Regions from separate parts of the Mus musculus genome. Here all the other regions are linked to region 3. A link is a contact called in public promoter capture Hi-C data. All regions are on one chromosome and are shown on one strand. The core of a region is the stretch at or near the end of the contact, and the rest is flanking DNA. Distances in the headings are between cores, read along the strand shown.

Region 1 (4,679 bases), core at 678-3,177, 4.1 Mb after region 3:
AGTCCCATCTAAATAAAGGGTATTTCAATCCCCCTTTAAGTTGGGAAGGCAATGTAAAGTCACCAACGCTAAGGAAGATCAAGTACACGGTTACACTTGATCTAAATATAAACTGAACACATGGATCATCAAAGTATATATTAGTACTTATTACTTTATGAATAGCTAAGAAAGTCTATGGACTATCATAAGCATTATGAAATTAATGTCACTCTTAATGGAAAACTAATGGACCAAAGGTTAAAATGTGCTATGTACTATTAGGTGTAAAATTAACTAGTGAATAAATAGCTAATAACATTTTAAATATTGCTTTTCCTTGTTGGCCTTTTTAATTCGAAATTTCCAATGCTTTTATTTTAACTATCTGCACATGAAGCTCTGCTGCATAAAGAACAATTCGGTGCATTCACTAGTACACAACTAGTTTAGAGTAATGGGTTTTATACTGCTTCTAGTGGAAGTCAAAGTGCCCTTTATAGCTGAACAGGAAGAGTGTGGTGTATAAAACAGGACACTAAATATCAATGCGATTTCCTAAGCACAGAAAACTGGGCTCCAGCAGTTTTGATTTATTGCAGTGTTTCAAGAACCCAGAGAAAGTATGGTGGCAACAACTTTAGCTAGTGTTTACATCAAGTGTCCAAGATGCAACTAATGAGGGACACCCAGTAACTTGAGCATCACCAAGAATTAGTGAGCTAATCAAACATTTCCTTAAACTGAAACCAAGAGCCAAACTTCCCTTACTGTCTTTAAACATTTACATATTCTGGACATGCAAAAAATATTTTTTAAAAAATTTGTACTTTAGGTTTAAAAGTCCCGTTCTGGCATTACATTTGCATATGCCCTTTTGTTTTGTTTTTCATAGAAGGAAACCTAACACACATTCTTTGGCTGAAATACAAGAATGGAACAATACGAAAAAGATTAACTCTCAGAATGGTGAGAGCACAGTGGATATAGATGAACTGGGACTGGACACACAGACAAGACACAACCGGGAGCCGGCACACAGGTAACACGGGGCGGGTTACAGACATTTTAACATCTACAGGGACATTTTTTTTTTAAATTCGCCTTTTGGTGTAAGCAAAAGATACAAACATCTGGGCAAGTGGGATAGGCACCATTACCAACAAAACCGCCGCCCGCTCTCACCTCGCACGCGGCTCGGCGATGCCCTGCCCGGGCGGCTTCCGGGTGGTGGTCTGCAGCACGCGACCCGGGCGGCTGCCCCTAAGTTCACCAAGTTTTCCACCGTGCGCCTCCCCGGCCCGGCTTCCGCACACACTGACCGCCCAGGCCCCCGGGCTTTCCAGCCGCCTGCACCCGCGCCGCCCAGGGCGAGCCCGGAGGAGCCCGTCCTCCTCGCTGCCCCGCCACGCGCGGCCACCGAGCGCGCGCCGCGCCGGCCACGCCTTGTTGACAGACACCGAGGCCCGGGCGCGGCGGGGCGGGGCGTTGTTCCCGTCGCGCCCCGCGCGCGCCCCCGGCCGCCGCCGCCGACCTCCCCGCCCGACTCCGGGCTGCGGCCCCGAACCTCCGCCGTACCTGCTGCCGGGGGCGGCTTCCCCCACACAGCACCCCGGGCCGCGCGGACGACGGCGGCAGCGGCGGCGGCGGCTCCCGCGCCTCTCACATGAGGCCTCCCGGGGCCCCGTCTCCGAGCTCCCGCCGTCGCGGCCCCCCGCGCTCCGCCCGCATCCGAGACGCTGGTCCCGCGGCGGGCGCCGACGCGGCTCCACCTTTGCGGCTCCGGCTGCCCCGGTGTGTGGGGAGGAGAGCGTCGCGTCCCTTCTCTGTCCCGCGCGGTCTGTGTCCTTCGCCCCGGCACCTCCTCGTCGCCCGCCCGAGACGCCCTAGGCGAGCAGCGATCGACAGCAGCGAGCCCGAAGCTTCGGCCCAGTTAGGGAATCCAAAATGGCGCCCGCAGTTCGCGGCCGCGCGCTTGCCCCTGCGCGTCCCCGCCCGAGGGGGCGGGCGCGCGGCCGAAGGGGCTGGCCGGGCGCGCGCACCGAGGCGGCTCCAGCCTCCCGGGCTGTCCCTGGCCAAGTTTGTTTAGGGGCGGAATGTGGGCGGGTTGGTGTTCGCCAGACGTGGCTGGCCTTTCCCAGGGTTAAAACCGGAAAGTTTAGGGCGGGGGAGCCGACGCCAAAGGCGGAGGGAGTGTCTGCAGGGCGGGACGCACCCCTACCGGACGTAAACATCACCTGACAGCGACCCACCTCCGCGAGGAGGGCGCGGCCAAGGGAGCCTCTGAGGTTGCTGTCTGTACCTAGAAAAAGAATAAATAAATCAACGTGGTGGACGTTGCGATCACTACGGGTTTCTTAAGACAATATTTGCATTTCCATTTTTCCAAGGCTTTTTTTTAATGAGTCATAACTTTTTCAAAATCACATTTACTTATGAAACAGAACCCCCAAGTCTGAGATTTCTTTTCAGAAACACGTAAAGTGTGAAGAAGCAGATGGCTAATTAAAAAAAGACAACCCCCACTCCTCGCTCCCGGGTGGTGGAGCGTTTTGTAAGTCAAGGAGTCTTTTAAATGCTATCAAATATTTGACTTTTTTTTTTTTAAGTTTGGACTTGGAGATACTGAGTTTTTCCTAAAATAAGAAAAGTCCCCAGAAAATCTTAAGGTTAGCTGTATACCATGCCTTCTGCTTTTTCTGTGTTATTTCTCCAAAGTAAAGATCTCTTCTCTCTCTTTCGTTTCCTACCCTCCTCAGTTTTCTTTATACTGATTTTCATTTTGTAGATCAGGCTGGCTTGGAACTCTGAGATCCACCAACCTCAGCCTGCTCAATGCTGAGATTGAAGAAATGTGCCACCACACGGAACAAAAACATGCTGAACTTTAAAATGCTTTTATGTACTTGTTTTTAATTTACTATTAATTTTATAAGCTTTTCGTTTTGTTGTAGGTGTGAGTGTGCGCGTGTGCGCGCGGCGCGCGCATTTGAGTGCAGTGCCCGTGGTGTCTGGAGTGGATGTTGGATTCCTTGGAGCTGGAGTTATTTACAGGCAGATGTGAGCCACTCATCCTGAGCGCTGGGAACTGAACTCAGATCAGCTGGAAGAACAGCAAGCACTCTTAACTGCTAAGCTGTCTCTCTAGCCCAGAGTAAATTATTATATTTTTTAAAAGATGAAGTCATGAGAACAGGTTCTGTCACACACTTAAGACCGTCACCATATAATGTACATTTAAACAAACTAGAAGAAAGGAGTTTTAATCTTTTTAACCAGAAAAAAATATGTCTGAGGAGTTAGAATGACTAACCCGATTTAAACATTAGACGTTGTGTATATGAACTGAAGGGGCTGGAGCACTGCTCTGCAGTTAAGAGCGCTTGGTGATTTTGTAGAGAATTCCAGCTCCCACGTGGTTCACAGCCATTCATAACTCCAGTCCCCGGAGATCTGATTGGTCCTTGAAAGTGGAGCACAGACATACGTGCAGGCAAACACTGATACACACAAAATATTAAACATTTAAACTGAATACACTAATCAGAATATCACACATTATACCTTAGGAGGTGTAATCTTCTGTATTAATGATTTTAAAATGTCAAATAAATGAGAACAACTACTGAGAATAAGAGTCGAGGTGAGCACTGTTCATTAGGAATCTATGCAAGGTACTCGTGCAATTTAGGTTTGTAGCTCCACATTAAAAGTTAAAGGTCAGTTGGTGACAAGGCTCAGCTGGCAAAGCTACTTGCTGTTCAATCTCTTGACCTGAGTTTTATCTCTGGAAACCAAGGTGAATGTGGAGAACTGACTCCCTCTGACCTCATCTGGAGAGCACAAGGGACACACACACAAAGTTAAAGGGTGGCTGGAGAGTTGGCTCATTGGTCAGGAGGACACACCAGTTTTCACCCCCCCTCAATGGGCCACTCACAACTGCCTGTCATTCCAGCTCCAGGGGATTGGAGCGCATCTGCTCTCTCTCACATGCACAGACCCACATAAAGGGGACAACATCCATTTTATTTACGTAATCCAATACATCCAAAGTAGTATTTCTACATGTAAGCAATACAAAAAAAAAAAAATCAATCACTGGGCTATTTTCTGTTTTTCTCTGTGAGACTCAGTTGGTAAAGGGTTACTAACTAGTTCACAGGCTTAGGGAAGCCCAAAACATGTCAAGGATGTGAATGAAGCCCATTGTAAAATAACCAGAGGCTTAGTGGCTTAAAATAGTAAAAAAGGGAAAAAAGTATTTGTGCAATTCTGGACATAAAATATCCAAAACGGGCTAAAATCAAGGTGTCAGCTGGCCACGGCCTTTGGGATGTGAAGAGGGGAACCTGTTCAGCTGCTTTTCCAGGGCGTCTAGGTTCTTCATGCTTGACTTGTTCTTACATGTTTAAGGCCAACAGTGGATCATCACTGAGTCCTGTGTGTGCCTTCTCCCTCCCTCTATCCCACCCTTCTTCTCTCCCTCCCACCCTTCCTTTCTTCTTACCCTCACCCCCCCCCCCACACACACACACACTTGTATTCCCTATCAGAACCTGGTTGCTTCTTCTTTCCCCAACTGGGACCCTTCTGTTGACGTTGACCACACTAGTTAACCCACCCTAACCTCATTTCAAAGTCCATATCCTCCCATTTGCAAGCAATACATTACAAAGATGAAGAGCCGCAAAGTTGGG
Region 2 (5,050 bases), core at 1,329-3,828, 4.6 Mb after region 3:
CCCAGTCATACACTGGCATTTTCTCAGTTAATCTTCCTATTTTCCTCAATGACTCTAGCTTGTGTTGAATTGACATAAAGTAGCCGGCACATAGTATTTGTGCAGTTTTGTTGTCAGGAAAGTGATTGAATTGACAGGTGACAGATATAGGTGACTACGTTAATTTTAGGTTTTTAAAAGTAACTTCAGAAACAGTGTGTGATTTTTAAAGCGTAAGGAAAAAGGACTATTGGAAAACATGAATTTCTTGATGCAGTTTTGAGTGTGTGATATATGGATGCTTCCCACAAAGGTTTTAGTGAGACATGCATTTTTATGTCAATAGACTTTGTACATTCTGAAATCACCTCTTCGTTTCATTTAAAATACTAAATTTTAAATACTAAATAAATTGAGACACTACCTATGCACTTGATTTCAGAGAACACAGCTTGAAATTTGCATCAAAATAAAAAAAACTAAGACTGCTTAATTAAAACCTTGACACTACCAACCTCTTCAATTATGTGTTAAGGAGATGGGCACCCTGGGGATACCAACTTAAAATCAGTGTGCATTTTGAGTGCCATTAGCACGCACACATGCACAGCTCTCTGAAGGGAAGAAAAGAGCTTTCACAGGGAAAAAAAAAAACCCTAACATTTCTCTTGAGCAGAAATTATTTTGCTTTTTAAAAGCAAGGAGAGACCATGCCTGCTGCAACCCCAAACAGTGCTTCCTATATTTTCTGGGGCTTAAATGCTCAGGTATGCTTTTTTTTTTTCTTTTTGTAAACAGTCACAAATTTTTACAATAATTGTTACTTAAAAAATAGTTCTACAGTGTAGATCAGAAAGAGCAAATGCAGGAGGGGATGAGTGCTTAGTTCTCTGCTTCTTTAGAGTATATGAATGCTGTAGTAGAAATGACTGCTTCTCTTTACTTGTTAACTCTTGTTGTTTAAACTGTTATGTGCTGATCCCTAATTTCTTTCACTGATGTGGCACTCAGCAGCTCTTTGTTCTCTTTGTGCCTGTCCTCTCCCTTTCTTTGTGTTTCAGGGATACTGCTGCCCGCATCTGCCACTGAGCATGCGGGGAAAATCTTTCAATAGATTCTTCACTTAGGAGTTTCAGCAGTAGTACTCCACTTCTCCAGGTTTTAGTAATAACCAACAGGCCCAAAAAAAGGAAACTTGGAAAGGTGGTGGGAGATACAGGTGGTTGGGGTCAGATGGCCAGCGGGGCTCTGTGTGGAAGGTAACTTCAGGGAAGTTAGCATACACTAACTTCCAGAAGCTCTCTCCAGCCGAGTTAAATTCAGGACACCCACCTTTGCACATACACCCAAGTTTAGAGCTGTAGCTTGCCAAGTGAGAAGACACAAGTGTTTCTGAGCAGCAAGGCACAGGATCAAATTTTAAAAGATTAGAGGCAACATCCTAGCGCTGCCACAGAGATGTGCGGTATGTTTTCATTGACGTCATGTGTACAGTGCCTGAGCGAGGCCCTTCACAAGCTAGTACACCGTCTGAGGATGAAAATCAGCGGTGTGGATTGTTCTCGCACTATAACGGCAGGCTTTCCTTTGTGTTAAACCCACAAAATGCTAAGTCAACATTAACTGAACAAAACGATCGGTTCATCTGCGTAAAAGCATTTTTGTTGAAAAAATAAAAAGCATGGTTTCCAAGAATCCCCCCCCCCAAAAAAAAAAAAAAAACCAAACAAGCAAACCAACAAACAACAAAAAAGCAGGGAATGTTATACCTTTCCTCTTTTCGCTCAGGCACGTGTGACTTTAATAGTGTAAATGATTTAACAGATGGTGCACAATTTTGCTTGTATTTGCAATCACTGATGCCTGTTGTTCACTTGCTCAAAAAGCCAGCGTTTAGAACACAGTGGAGCATGCAGGAGATGCTCAAAGATCTTTTGTCTAATATAAAAGAGCATGAAAACCCAACTCTCCTTTCATGGTGAAAGACTGGTGGGGATAGTTCATATATGGCTATTTTAGATAGACTGAAGTGAACGCCTGACTCTTCAGCAGCTGGCCATCCTCCCTCATAGAGACTGGGATTTCTCACTTTCCCTCCTTATTCTCTCCTATCCCACCATTTTGTTTCTGTGCTACTTAATACTACCCTTAGCCGCATCTTTTCAAACAGACCCAAAGCATCTGTTGTTGCTTTTTTGGGGGGGGGGTGAGCATCATGTTCCCCAGACCTTTTTTCACGAGGTTTCATTAGCAGGTGGCAATACCCTGAAGTCTAAAAGTGCTCTTGTAAGAGGGCTAGCCATTGGCCCTGGGTACGTTTTTCCCCTGCCACAGACACCTGCTACTTCTTTAGATCCCGCCCCTGGCTGTAGTCCTAGAAGTGGGGTTCTCTCGCCCAAAGCGGAAGAAGTGCGAGCGGCGGGAAGTTCAGGCCAGGTCCAATCAGGCACCTGAGGTTAGGTGGTGTGGGTGCAGACGGATGCCCAGGGAGGGTCCCCGCCGCAGGTCCCGCCCCCACGACACATCCATCACCAGAAGCTCCGCCCCTCGCGCCCCGCCCCGTCCCGGGGCCTCGGCTAAAACCCGGAGCCGCTAGAGCAGAGCACGGTGCAGAGCTGCGCGGCTGCTTCTTCCTCGGCCGGAGGCTGGGCCCTGGTGCTGATGCTGGTAGGCTGCGCGAGCTGGGCCCGCGTAGCCTCCTCGCCGCGGCGCTCGGGGCTCCCGCGATGATGGCGGAGCAGGTGAAATGCGCCTCGCCGGTGGCGGCCTCCGGCGCCGGCCCGGGGCCGGTGGTGAACGCCGAGCTGGAGGTGAAGAAGCTGCAGGAGCTGGTGCGCAAGCTGGAGAAGCAGAACGAGCAGCTGCGCAGCCGGGCGGCCAGTGCGGCCGCCGCCCCGCACCTGCTGCTGCTGCAGCCGCCGCCGCCCTCCGCCCCGCCGCCAGCCGGGGCCTGCAGCCCGCTCGCCACGCACAGGGCCCCGGCCAGCACGACCTCCCCGGGCCCGGGGGCGCTGGGCCCCGCGTTCCCGGGCACCTACTGCTTGCCCAGCCCCGCGCCCTCCCTGCTCTGCAGCCTGCAGCCGGCTGACGCGCCCTTCGTCTACTCCAAGCCGGCGGCGGGCTTCTTCGGCGGAGGTGGCAGCCCGGAACCGGGGACCGCAGGGACCCCGCCGGGGGAAGCCGCCACGCCGCCGTTGCCGCCTCCAACGCTGCTGGACGAGGTGGAGCCGCTGGACCTGGAGAGCTTGGCCGCCTGGAGCGAGGAGGACGACTACACCTGGTATAGCCGAGCTCCGCCGCCCCCTCCCCCCGGAGTTGGGAGGCCCAGCACGCGGGGGCGGGGCGTGGGAGGCAGGGGACCCAGAGGCCTAGCAGGTGCCAAGCCCTGAGCAGAAGCTTTGCATGGAGGCAGAAACCTGTTTTAGCATTGTGCCTATTGGTCCGACTGGGGACTGCCATCTGCCCCGTGCTTTGCTCTTTGCTGATTACGGGGTCCCAAGCGCCTCGTTAGCCTTAAATGCACAACTCATGTCATCTTGTCGCTCAGCCCTGCTCTCTTCTCTCTCTCTCTCTCTCTGTGTGTGTGTGTGTGTGTGTGTGTGTGTGTGTGTGTGTGGTGAAGGTGCTTGTCTTCTGCTCTCCTCCACTGCTTACCGTTCTTTCCTTACAAACGAACGCTGCACAGGATTGGTGTGCAGCCCCCCTTTGGTCACATCGGAAGCCGCCTAGTGATGAGCCTCTTCTCAGACATCTGCTATTGCAGTTGAGTTGTGTAGTTATATATGCCATCTCTCTGTATTTTCATAGATAACCTTTCAGATACCGATTTGATTATTAAAGGTGTGCCATCCTGGTACGTCAGAGGCAAAGGTTTTTTTAAGGACTGGAGGGGGCAGATGGAGGCGCTACGTTCTTTTAAAAAAATTGAACTTAAGAGGAATTTTCATTAATTTAGAAATGAAACCACATTGAAGAAAAAGTAGGTAGTTTTATGTTAATTTGACACAGGCTAGAGTCATCAGAGAGGCGGGAACCTCAATAATGCCTCCACAAGATCAGACTGTAGGTAAGCCCGTAGAACATTCTTAATGGTTGATATTGGAGGGCCCAGCCCATTGTGGGTGTTGCCATCCCTAGGCTGGTGGTCCTGAGGTTAAATAAGGAAGCAGGTTGAGCAAGTCCTGGGGTGCAACCCAGTAACTAGCACCCCTCCATGGTCTCTCATTTAGCACTTGCCTCCAGATTCCTGCCTTGTTTGAGTTCTTGTCTTGTATGAGTTCCTGTCCTGACTTCCTTTAATGATGAACTGTGGTGTGGAAGTGTAAGCTAAATAAGTCCTCCCTTGTCGTCTTTCCCCCCCCCCCTCCCCAAGTTGCTGTGTGTGTGGGTCCTGGTGTTTAATCACAGCAATTTTAACCAGAGGATGGCACTATTAGAGACACTTTATTATCTAGTTTTAGAAACTTTTAGGGTTGATTGTAAGGATGGTGGAAACTGGACGTGTCTATTCAATGGACTCTGGTTAGCTGTGTGTTTCTGCTCATGAATGAGTACTTTTTTGAGGAGACAGGTGCCTAAGCCCCTGCTGCTTGCTCATGGAAGGCTTGGCCTTGGAGTATCTTCTGTTAGGAATCGCTTGCTTGGTCGCTAGACATCCTCTAGGCGTGTAGGCATACCCCAGGAGTGGTTAGATAAAGTGGAGTGTGGGTTCATGCAAGGAGGTTGAGCAGTGTTCACATCGGGGTAACAGTAGGATGAAGAGTTGCATCCTTTTGCCTGTTATTTAAGAAAATCAGATTTTTATTTATTATTTTTTTCATTTTGTACTCTTGTTACTGATTGTATAGAAGGGAAATGGGAAGTGGGGAATCTTATTGTTTTGCTATTGGGAACTACAGTCTTCCTTTTGCATCGATACCCTACATGGCACCTACCTGTAAACTTTCATTGCCAGTTGCTCTGATTTTGAAAATTAATAACATAAATCTATAATAGACTTTTTTGTGGGCACATGTATCATCTGCCTTCAGCTTTGATTTTAGGAACTGTACAGGGATCCTATGGTGTGCAA
Region 3 (4,696 bases), core at 1,308-3,807:
ATGAGTTGGGCAGAATCAAAGCACCTTAGCCAACAACTGATGCTGCTACTAAGGTAAGAACCTCCCACAGACTCTACCCATTGCTTCACAAATTGTGTTTTCCACCCAGGCTGGTAAAATGGCATTGTCCTCCAGCCCTGTGGGAGGGAGCATGGTGTTGTATTCCTCTACTACTGTGGGTGTTTTGTGCCCCTCCCATCTGGGTCTCTGGCTGGTGACTGTGTTAACTCAGGCTCTGTGCACTGTGCTCCACTCCAGTCACTCTCTGTTCTCTTATGTTTTCAGTCTCTCTTACTCTGTGTTTCTCTCTTGCCGTCTCCTTCTCCTTTCCTGTCCTCTGCTACGGCTTCTCTGTCCTCATGGCTCTACTCCCACCTGCGCGCCTGCTTATATGTCCAACTACCCCTTCTCCAGGCCCTCACTCCTCTCCTGTCCCCCAAACAAACCCCCTTTATACCAGATCTGCTGCATGGTGTGATTTCTCAGGGGGACACTTTGGCATGGGCTCACCAGGTATCCTGCCGCCATTAGATTTCATAACCATTACGTATAACGCCTTTCTCTTTTCTCCTTTTGTACTTTGTGACATTTGGATGCAGATGGGAAGCTCTTCCTGGTCACAAGCTCCTTGACACCTCTCAATCCGACCCAAGTTCTCAGGACAAAGGTTAATAGAAGCATCTTAGCTCCCCACACAGCGGGTGCTTCTCCATCCTGGGATGGCAGATGGTGCATTTCTGCAGAGCAATGCGCTTCCTCAAAAGCCTCAAAACCCCACCGTGGTTCCCTCCTGCTCCTGTCGTATAGGGAAAACCTCTCTTCCATCGATAGAGACTTCCTTGTCTTGTTTGTGAGTGTACGGCTGGGAAAAATCATATTCCTCCCACAACATGTGCAAAGTTACATACCTGCTTGCCCTCGAAATTGAAAAGAACACTTTACAGGTGAGTCCCACTAACCTAGCAACCACTGACAGGAAAAGCTTAAAGTCACTGTTAGTAACCTGAAATGAGCAAAATGATAAGGAGAAAAAAATTTGAGCTTCAAGAAAAACTGCTATCAAAGGAAGATCCAAACTGAAAATTTCATGCTGGTTCTTTTACAATGACTTAAATGGGCTAAAACCTCACACATACTCTTACTTCGTTAAAAAAGCAAACAAACTTCTTAAATGTTTTTATACTGTGTACTTTTTACTTTACAACACGTTCTCTCACAAAAGGTTGGGATGCAAAGCCTTAGCCCTCACAGCAGGCCCACCAACTTAACCAGTTCTCTTCAGACACTACTCACAACACACACTGGTGCACCCAGCACCCCATGGACGCTCCAGAGGCAAAAAGAGAAGCTCAGGAACTTGAGGTCACTCTAGGCTACACAGGCAAGAGTCTTATCTCAGAACAACACAACCTAAAAACCACAACGGTACCCTTGTGTACATACATTTATTTTTACAAAACAATAAGCCGTGGAACATCTAAGATGAAAGAAAAAAGAAAAAAAAAAAAGACAGGCTGGAGACAGAAAAAGAACAATGTGGCAAACAATTAGGTGGGGAAAACCACTGCAAAGCGTAAGGTTATCTTTTGAGAAAGATGTTGAGGGGGTAACCTCTGGAAACCATCAAAGCCACTGCCAAAACAGACATGTAGAACCACACGTAGATGGAAACGTGTAAAATTAAGACAAAGAAAGATGCTTGCTAACGCAAAAGAAAAAGCAAATAAAACCGATCACTTGACACACACTTTACCTGGCTGTCTTATTTTAAATACCCGGAGCTACAACTTTATTTTATTGTTTACGAATAATAGTTACTTTCTAAGTGTTGGGTCCGAGAGGGACAAAGCTGCAGAACCATAGCAGAGAGAAGGGAACTCTGAGACTTATTTCTGTACCTCTGGGTGCGCTCTACCTATCAGGCAGCGGGCGCGGACACACCCACAACCGCGGTCACCCGTGTCGCCCGATCTAAGGAGTGGGAGATGGTGACGGGGAGTGGTGCTCAATCACTGGAAACAAATAACCCGTTACTGAAACGCCTGGGCCCCGGAACTGAGCTCACCGCGTGGACAAAAAGGTCCACGACCCCTTTCGCCCCGGGTCCCCAGGCCACGAGCACGCGCCAGACACGAGCAGGCGCCAGACACTTGGCGGGTCGCGTGGCCCCAGGATGGGCTCGCAGGCAGCGGTCGCGAGGCCTGGAACGCCCCGCGCGCGCCAAACTCCGCCGCAGCGGAAGACCGGAGCTCTGGGGCCGCCAGCTTCGAGGTCGCGGCGGGTCCCCTTCCCCGTCCCCTCGCAGGATACCGCCGAGGCCGACGCGGGGACCGTGGGGCCCTCTACGACGCCTCCATCCGGGGGCTCGGCGCCGGGAAGCGCAGGCCCGGTCAGACGAGAACGACGCGCACTCACCGTCCATGGTCTCCCTCACCGCGTTCAGGTTGGCCGAGGCCGCCGCGCCCGGGCCGCTACCGCTCGCCATGGAGAGGAGAGGCCCCCGCCCCGGTGGGAGAAGGCCTGACCCGGAACTGGAGCGCCCGCCGCCGCTCGGCCCCGCCCACACACCGCGCGGCGGCGCTCGCACCGCCCAGGCCACGCCCCCGCCGCCCGGGCCACGCCCCCTCGCGCCGAGCGCCGAGCGCCGACGCCGGACCGCGTTGATTTGAATTTGGAGCCTCGTTCCCTTGCGCGGAACGTAGAGCGAGGAGTTAGCGTTCGAATTCACCCGGCCGCCTCGACGCCATTGGCTGGTTCGCGGACGGCGGTGGGACGCGATTGGCCGGTGACCTCTCCCCGCCCCGCGCCCTGGTTGGCCGGAGAGCACGGAGGGAGTTAAAGAGTCGGCGCCTGGCGTGGGCATCTGCAGGGTGATGCTAGAACTTCCACGTTGCCCACGAGTGTAGGTACGTTCTCCGTGGCCCCAGGCCTGGACTCCTGCTTCGAGGTGGACCGCTCTGGTTTCCTGGCCCCAGACGTACCTGTGAGCTCGCCTAGGTGTGAAGGGGAGCAGAGAGAGAGGGCGCCTGGACACTGAATGGTCGCTGGAAGTGACGTCTCTGCTGTTTCCGAGGGAGCCCGCTCAACTTTGATCTTACAAAAGTAAATTCTTTTCTTTTCTTCTTCTTCACCCCCGCCCCCATCTCCCTTCTGGCTGTAACCCTCTTTGGAAGGAATGCAGCGTGCCTTTGGATCCCGGAGGGGGAGTGCTCTTTAGGAAAAGTAGTTTAAATCCCCACCTGGGTCCAGCCTGTCACTCACCCTGTTCAAGTGAGGACTAACGTGCCAGTAGTAAAAATTGCAGTTCTGTGTGGAATTACTTGGGTATCCGGACGGTGTTCGTACGGTTTTGTCTTGAGATGATGAATAAGGAAAACGATAAATAGAAGTCGTTTGGTTGGAAAGGCACTTATTTTTGGTGTAATCAGATTGGACCAGAGCCCACTCATAACCGGTTGGCTGCTTCATATATGCCGCATAACTTCCGTGCATGCGTTGCTTCCTCTGAAAAAGTGATAGGAGCATTGCCGTACCTTCCCCAGCTCCCAAGGCTCGGCTCCGGATCATCTGAGAAAACGTGCAGGGCTGATTCTCCTTTGTAAACCATAGAAACTTAACCCCAAGAGGATTCGATTTGGAGTGAGATGTTGAATGTATTTTGTCGGGATTAATATCTATGATATTCAGTAATTTTAATATGTGTACTTTTGATTTCTTTCTAGTTTGCTTCCTGGGCTATGGGAGATGTCAGCGAATTAAAAATGCAAATAACACCAGAAACTCCAGGAAGGATCCCTGTTTTAAATCCCTTTGAAAGTCCCAGTGATTATTCTAATCTCCATGAACAAACCCTTGCTAGTCCTTCTATCTTTAAGTCCACAAAACTACCAGTAAGTTTCTCTTGCCTAGTGTTTACAAGTGATTTTAAGTGAAAGTAACTACAAATAATTTTAAGTGTAAATACAAGAAGAAGATGGCACCTAATCTTGTAATGGTTCTTTGAGCAGACATGATCTGAGCGCTCTTATGCAGGAGGTCGACATCCAGGAACTGCCCACACCAGCACAGAAACAGCACACAGGCTTTACAAGTTAGCTGGTCACAGCTGAGCTACTCATATATACCTCAGACCAAAGACAGCAGCCAAGACCAATATGGAGACAAACATGCCACGCTCTAGTAACGAATTATGGACACAGAAATGTGAATTTCTTATTATTTTTCTGTCATAAAATAGTGATACCTTTGTTTCCTTTTGCCCAGCCATTTGAAAACGTTCAGCCCTAATAAAGCTTGTGGTTATTATAAAAGGGAGCAAAGTCCTGCACTGTTGGAAAAAAAAAAAAAAAAAACTCAGCAAAATGAGCAATTTTGAAATTGTAATGCGTAGCCGGGTGTGGTGGCACACTCCTTTAATCCCAGCACTCGGGAGGCAGAGGCAGGCGGATTTCTGAGTTCAAGGCCAGCCTGGTCTACAAAAAGTGAGTTCCAGGACAGCCAGGGCCACACAGAGAAACCCTGTCTCGAAAAACCGGAAGAAAAAAAATTGTAACGCATGTGCTATGAATAATATTAACCAGAAGGAGGGAACATAGGAAGTGTGTTCTTCAGGAAATCAGGGTTGCTTGTTTTTACTTTGCTACACTGGCAAGGCTCTTTTGATTTGTTAAGCACACTTTCCTAGAAAAGCTGTAAA
Region 4 (4,895 bases), core at 29-2,528, 4.0 Mb after region 3:
TTGTTTAGGGCAGTTAAGCACCTATAAAGCAGGTGAGTATATCTAAGGCCTACAAACCTAGTTAAAATATCATTACTCTTTCATTAAAATGTGGTTAGAAAATTGGTGTGTCCGAAGCAAAAAAGCATGTCGTGTTTGACAGAACCTTTAGCAACCTGGAAACCCTTCTCAGAATAGTGATTTATTTAGTTCACAGAGTTATAAATAAGAAAGCAAAGATGAGCTTGAACTTAACACGTTTGCCTGGCTAGTTATCATCCTGAAGTCAAAAAGAGAAAGCCAGCCATCACCTGCTAGGACACGTTAAAGTATCATGATGACACCCTGTTTTTTTCATTCCCTGAGAAACTTTGTCTCCTAAAATTTACAGACTTAATTTTTTTTTTTTTCCTTTTGGAAAATACATCAGCAAGGACGAAACAGCTAGAACCTTTGGCAGAGGAATCTCTGAGAATATCAGCCTCACACTACAACCCAGATAGGTCCAAAACTTTTGATAAAGGGTTTCTGGATCTGACATTTCTATCTCTTCTTGAGCTTCAGAGTTGGCAAGCAAAAAGGATCCCGTGTTCGCTTTGTAGTTCAGACCTCATGCAGCTCCTATGTGCATACACATAGTGGGTTTGCTAGGAGATCTCCAAAATACTGCCTGTTCCAGTCTCATCTCCAGCGTACGTGAGTGATCTTGGTTGCCATCACTCAGTGCAGTGGCCTGAACAGCCTGATTCCGTATGGCGTGATGCTCTTAGCAATCTTACACTTACTGGACAAAGGAGGACCGGAGGATAAATGGATTAAACCTAGCTCTATTGGTCGGTCTTAAGCTTTGAAGAGTCACGGATAATACTAAGTGTGGCAGAGGACAGAACCGGAGCAGAGCAGTCCAAGTCTGGTGATGCCGATGGCAGCACGGAAAGCATATTGTCATTGCTGATCTTTGCAACATTCTCAGAGAGGCCAGGAGAGGGCAATCATTTCCTGTAATGTCCTCATTTTTTAATTCCGCTGAGCACCCAGTGTCTCCAAGCAGAAGATTTGTGTTGGAGACTGGCCTGGGCCATGTGGGTCAAGAAAGTTCATAAGTGTTTTATTGTTGTTACGGTTTGGCTGGTGATGGCTGCGGGGAGGGCAGAAAGCACCTTTGCGCTAGAGGCATAGCACACATCCACCAGGCTGGAGTGAGTTTTGCAGTACCAGTCTCACCCTTCCGGGAGGACAGGGCTTTTTAGCGTCCAGCGCACGCGCGCTGGAACAGAGGCGCCCCGCCCCGGCCGGGACAGGGGAGGCGTCACGCGCCCGGAGGTCACACGGCCAAGCCGGCGCTGGTGCTTGGCTGGCTCCTCGCGGCGGCGCGCACGCAAGGCCGACGCCGGGGCCCCGGAGCCTCCGGGATCTCAGGGAGCCGCGGATGCTGCGCGGGGGGCCATGTGGAGCGCACTGGCGCCCGGCGCTCGCGCTGGCGCTGCTCGGGCTGGCGACGATTCTGGGCGCGTCCCCGACGTCTGGGCAACGCTGGCCGGTGCCCTACAAGTGAGTGAGACGGAGCGGGGCGGGGAGGGGACTTGGAGAGGGCGGATCCGATACCTTAGCGCGCCCGGGGACGCAGGGCACAGGGCGGGCGACACTAAGAGCATAGTTCCTAAATAGTTGGCAACTCGGGGATCCTCACCGGTTCTGGGCAGTTCAGAGTCCTGGGAGGAATGGAGAGTGACATCACTGCACGGAGTGACTTTTAGGTGCTACTGACTTGGAGAGCAGGTTAAAATGTTTTAAACACTGCAATTATTTCATGCCTTATCGTTAGCTGCCATTGCATAACATTTGGGGAGAATTTACAGGGAGCCTGCTTGCTCCCCTGTGTCCTTACTGAGCTAAATGGGGAATTTAGCTGACTGACCCGGGGAATTTCCTCCCTAGGCTAGTCAGGATCACCTTGTTGGTCCACTTCAACCTGGAGGGTAGGTAGGGCTCCGGACCTGAGGAGGTGATCGCAGTCTTTGACTTAGCTAAGTTTTGACAGCCTGTGGGGAATTGCGAAACAAGAAGCGCTCGGTCTTCGGGGTTGCGGGGGACAGGGGTGGGTGGAGTGGTGGCTGGCGTGGGCATAGTGAAGTGGAAAGAGATGCAGCTTTTGAAAGCATATGTTTTGCATAACAGAATGAGGGGCGGGGGGGTTCATGGCATGATGCATGTTCCTCTAAGGAGTTCTTAGTTCTGAAGGCTGCAGACCAAATCTGGTCCCATTTGCTCATCCTCTGTGCGGTCTTAGGGAATTTAACTCAGAATCTTCATGCTCACATACCCTGGACAGAAAACAGGAAATGATAGTAGCCCTCGCATTTCTGGTGAAAACCAGCAGTTGCCAAACTTAAATATTCATGTGTTCTGTTCATGAATTGGTTCTTCTAAATATATATGAGAGAAAAAAAAGTTTAGGGTTGAGGTTGGTTTTCATGAAAATATTCACAAGAAAAAAAAAACCTTAAATACCCAATAAAACAAGAAAGAGATTGTAAATCTCAAAGTATTTTATCTAATACCAGGAGACGGAGGCTGACTGGTCTTTTGACTCTAAAGAAGCCCCGATTGACATTCCCACCTGACAACTGGTATATAGCTGTAAGTTAGATCAGGTTTTGTCCCCGTGTTAAGATTGTTAGAAGAGCAATTCTGAGGATGGTTCTCTTTCTCACCAGGCGCTTCTCTTTCCGTCCGAAGACAGATCCCTACTGTCAAGCTAAGTATACTTTCTGTCCTACCGGCTCGCCCATCCCAGTTATGAAGGACAATGACGTCATCGAGGTCTTACGACTACAAGCCCCGATTTGGGAATTTAAATATGGAGACCTCCTGGGACACTTTGTAAGAATGCATCTTGATCTTGTAGCTTTACTTAAGTAATTCAGCTATTACTTTGACTTAAATGAGTAGTCAAATGGTTACTAGGTCATATTAATTGATAACTTTGTATGTGCGGGTTATGTGTGTGTGTGTGCACCTGTTCACAAGCATCAAGTGGCTGGAGGCTGCTGGGTGTCACTCATCATATCATTCCCTTAGGACAGGGTCCCTCACTGAACCTGAAGCATACATTTTTGTCTAAACTGGTTGGCCAGTGAGACAACTCCTGCCCTCAACACTGGGATGACAGACACAAGTGGAAATGACTGGCTTTTAGGTACGACATGCGTGCTGGGGATTTGAACTCAGGTCTTCATGCTTGCATAACAAGCACCCTTACCCATTCAGCCATCTCTGCAGCCTGTGATATAGTTCCTAGCACCTTTATGTTGGGAGTCAGGAAGAGTTAGTTACCACTGGATCGGCATGGAGCTGTGCAACTGTAATCTTGGGACTTGGAAGGTCCTAGCAAGAGCATCACCATTCCAGAGTCAAGCTGGGGTACAGGATACCACTGTCTCAAACACAGAGCAAAGGCTGCCATGAGGAGCATGTGCCCTGCCCTTCATCTGTTTTGCTGTGAAGAGTCTTGCAGTGGGCGCCCAGACCTTAGCACAGCTGATGCCTTCTGACCTAAAAGCTCAGCATGTAGACCCCAACCCTGGCTGAGACAAGAGCAAAGACTCAGTCTATCATGGTAAAGAATTCTGGGAAAGTGTCTAAATGTATGAACCGTGTGTGTGTGTGTGTGTGTGTGTGTGTGTGTGTGTGTGTGTGTGTAAAGCCAAGGTTGGTAAGGCTCATGGCTACACACCTGGACAAGTTTCCCAGGTTAGCCCTTTGGCCTGTGAATACAGACTTTCTGTTGGCTTGGACAGTCCATGTGTTCTCAGGAGGGGTTACCTTGCAACAATCTCAACCCTCCTTGCATACTCAGCTTCTAGGAATGAGAAGAAGGTCACAACAGACAGGAATCACTTCTTGATCTCCAAGTTCTGCTGTAGGCCCCTTCCCGGCTCAGTGAATCACTCTGGGAGGCAGGCACACTCTGGAACAGTCCCAAAGGCTTTTCATGTTTGCCATATTCCTTAGCTTCGAGAGGATTTCAAGTGTCCTTACACAGCTCACATGTGTGCTGAAATGAGCCCTAGTTGCCAGGACAAAAGTGATGGGTGCCTGCAGCTTGAGGGGCCATGGTGTCACCACCAGGATAGTGACACAGAAGTATAGCCCCTTTGAGCGGTTGTTGTGCATGGTGAGCATTTGTGGGGCAGCAAACTCTCTCCCGTGGGTGACCTGGGCCTACGGTTACCTCGCAGACGACTTCACACGTGTTATCCCTACACAGAAACTTATGCATGACGCCGTGGGATTCAGGAGCACACTGACAGGCAAGAACTACACAATTGAGTGGTATGAACTTTTCCAGCTGGGCAACTGTACATTTCCCCACCTCCGGCCTGACAAGAGCGCTCCCTTCTGGTGTAACCAAGGGGCAGCCTGCTTTTTTGAAGGAATAGATGATAAACACTGGAAGGAAAACGGGACACTGTCAGTCGTTGCAACCATATCCGGTAAGTAGGGTTTGATGACGGTACCAGTGAGCAAGTGGAAGATTCCATTCCTTCACTGAGATCGCAGCCATCCATGTTCTGCCTCCTGGTGATCATTTGTAGTCTGTACTTCCGGTTCCATTCCACACGGAGCCGACTGGATCCTGATGTAGAGCCTTGCTAGGAATTGCGAGGCTCATCTGCTCTGTCCATGATAAACATGAGTGAAACAGATGCTGTGTATAGCTAAATTGGAATCCAAATAGATAGCAGTTAGGGGATCCATAAAATGCCCTATTAGGGAGGCCTCTTAACTGTGTCTGAAAAGAATTGTGGTTATAACTTATTTTTACGGGGAGAAATACTAAGGATTTGCTGTTTCTTGGCCTGTCTTTTTTCTGAGCACTCCACTTCGATCACTTACTGGCATCTCCTGAGAGA

The links. Promoter capture Hi-C pulls out the DNA fragments that hold promoters and counts their contacts.
Region 1: a promoter capture Hi-C map of liver shows a contact between it and region 3, with 2.2 times the contacts expected there. The contact joins the promoter of Fbxl3 here to the promoter of Mzt1 in region 3. A contact is called at or near these places in 2 of 39 promoter capture datasets (liver and pre-B cells) and 1 of 484 Hi-C or Micro-C datasets (muscle stem cells).
Region 2: a promoter capture Hi-C map of pre-B cells shows a contact between it and region 3. The contact joins the promoter of Slain1 here to the promoter of Mzt1 in region 3. A contact is called at or near these places in 1 of 39 promoter capture datasets (pre-B cells) and 2 of 484 Hi-C or Micro-C datasets (both in CD4 T cells).
Region 4: a promoter capture Hi-C map of pre-B cells shows a contact between it and region 3. The contact joins the promoter of Cln5 here to the promoter of Mzt1 in region 3. A contact is called at or near these places in 1 of 39 promoter capture datasets (pre-B cells) and 1 of 484 Hi-C or Micro-C datasets (CD4 T cells).

What each region holds. Positions count from the first base shown.
Region 1 is chr14:103,097,605-103,102,283 of GRCm38.p6, forward strand. Fbxl3 (F-box and leucine-rich repeat protein 3) reads right to left here and starts at 1,928. Exons shown (of 5, transcript NM_015822.3): 1 at 1,558-1,928.
Region 2 is chr14:103,647,650-103,652,699 of GRCm38.p6, forward strand. It overlaps Slain1 (SLAIN motif family, member 1), which reads left to right and starts at 2,579. Exons shown (of 7, transcript NM_198014.3): 1 at 2,579-3,259. The coding sequence starts at 2,706.
Region 3 is chr14:99,043,579-99,048,274 of GRCm38.p6, forward strand. Mzt1 (mitotic spindle organizing protein 1) reads right to left here and starts at 2,558. Exons shown (of 3, transcript NM_175245.4): 1 at 2,416-2,558. The coding sequence starts at 2,485. It overlaps Bora (bora, aurora kinase A activator), which reads left to right and starts at 2,799. Exons shown (of 12, transcript NM_175265.5): 1 at 2,799-3,102; 2 at 3,723-3,890. The coding sequence starts at 3,738.
Region 4 is chr14:103,068,938-103,073,832 of GRCm38.p6, forward strand. It overlaps Cln5 (ceroid-lipofuscinosis, neuronal 5), which reads left to right and starts at 1,279. Exons shown (of 4, transcript NM_001033242.1): 1 at 1,279-1,530; 2 at 2,697-2,862; 3 at 4,250-4,475. The coding sequence starts at 1,409.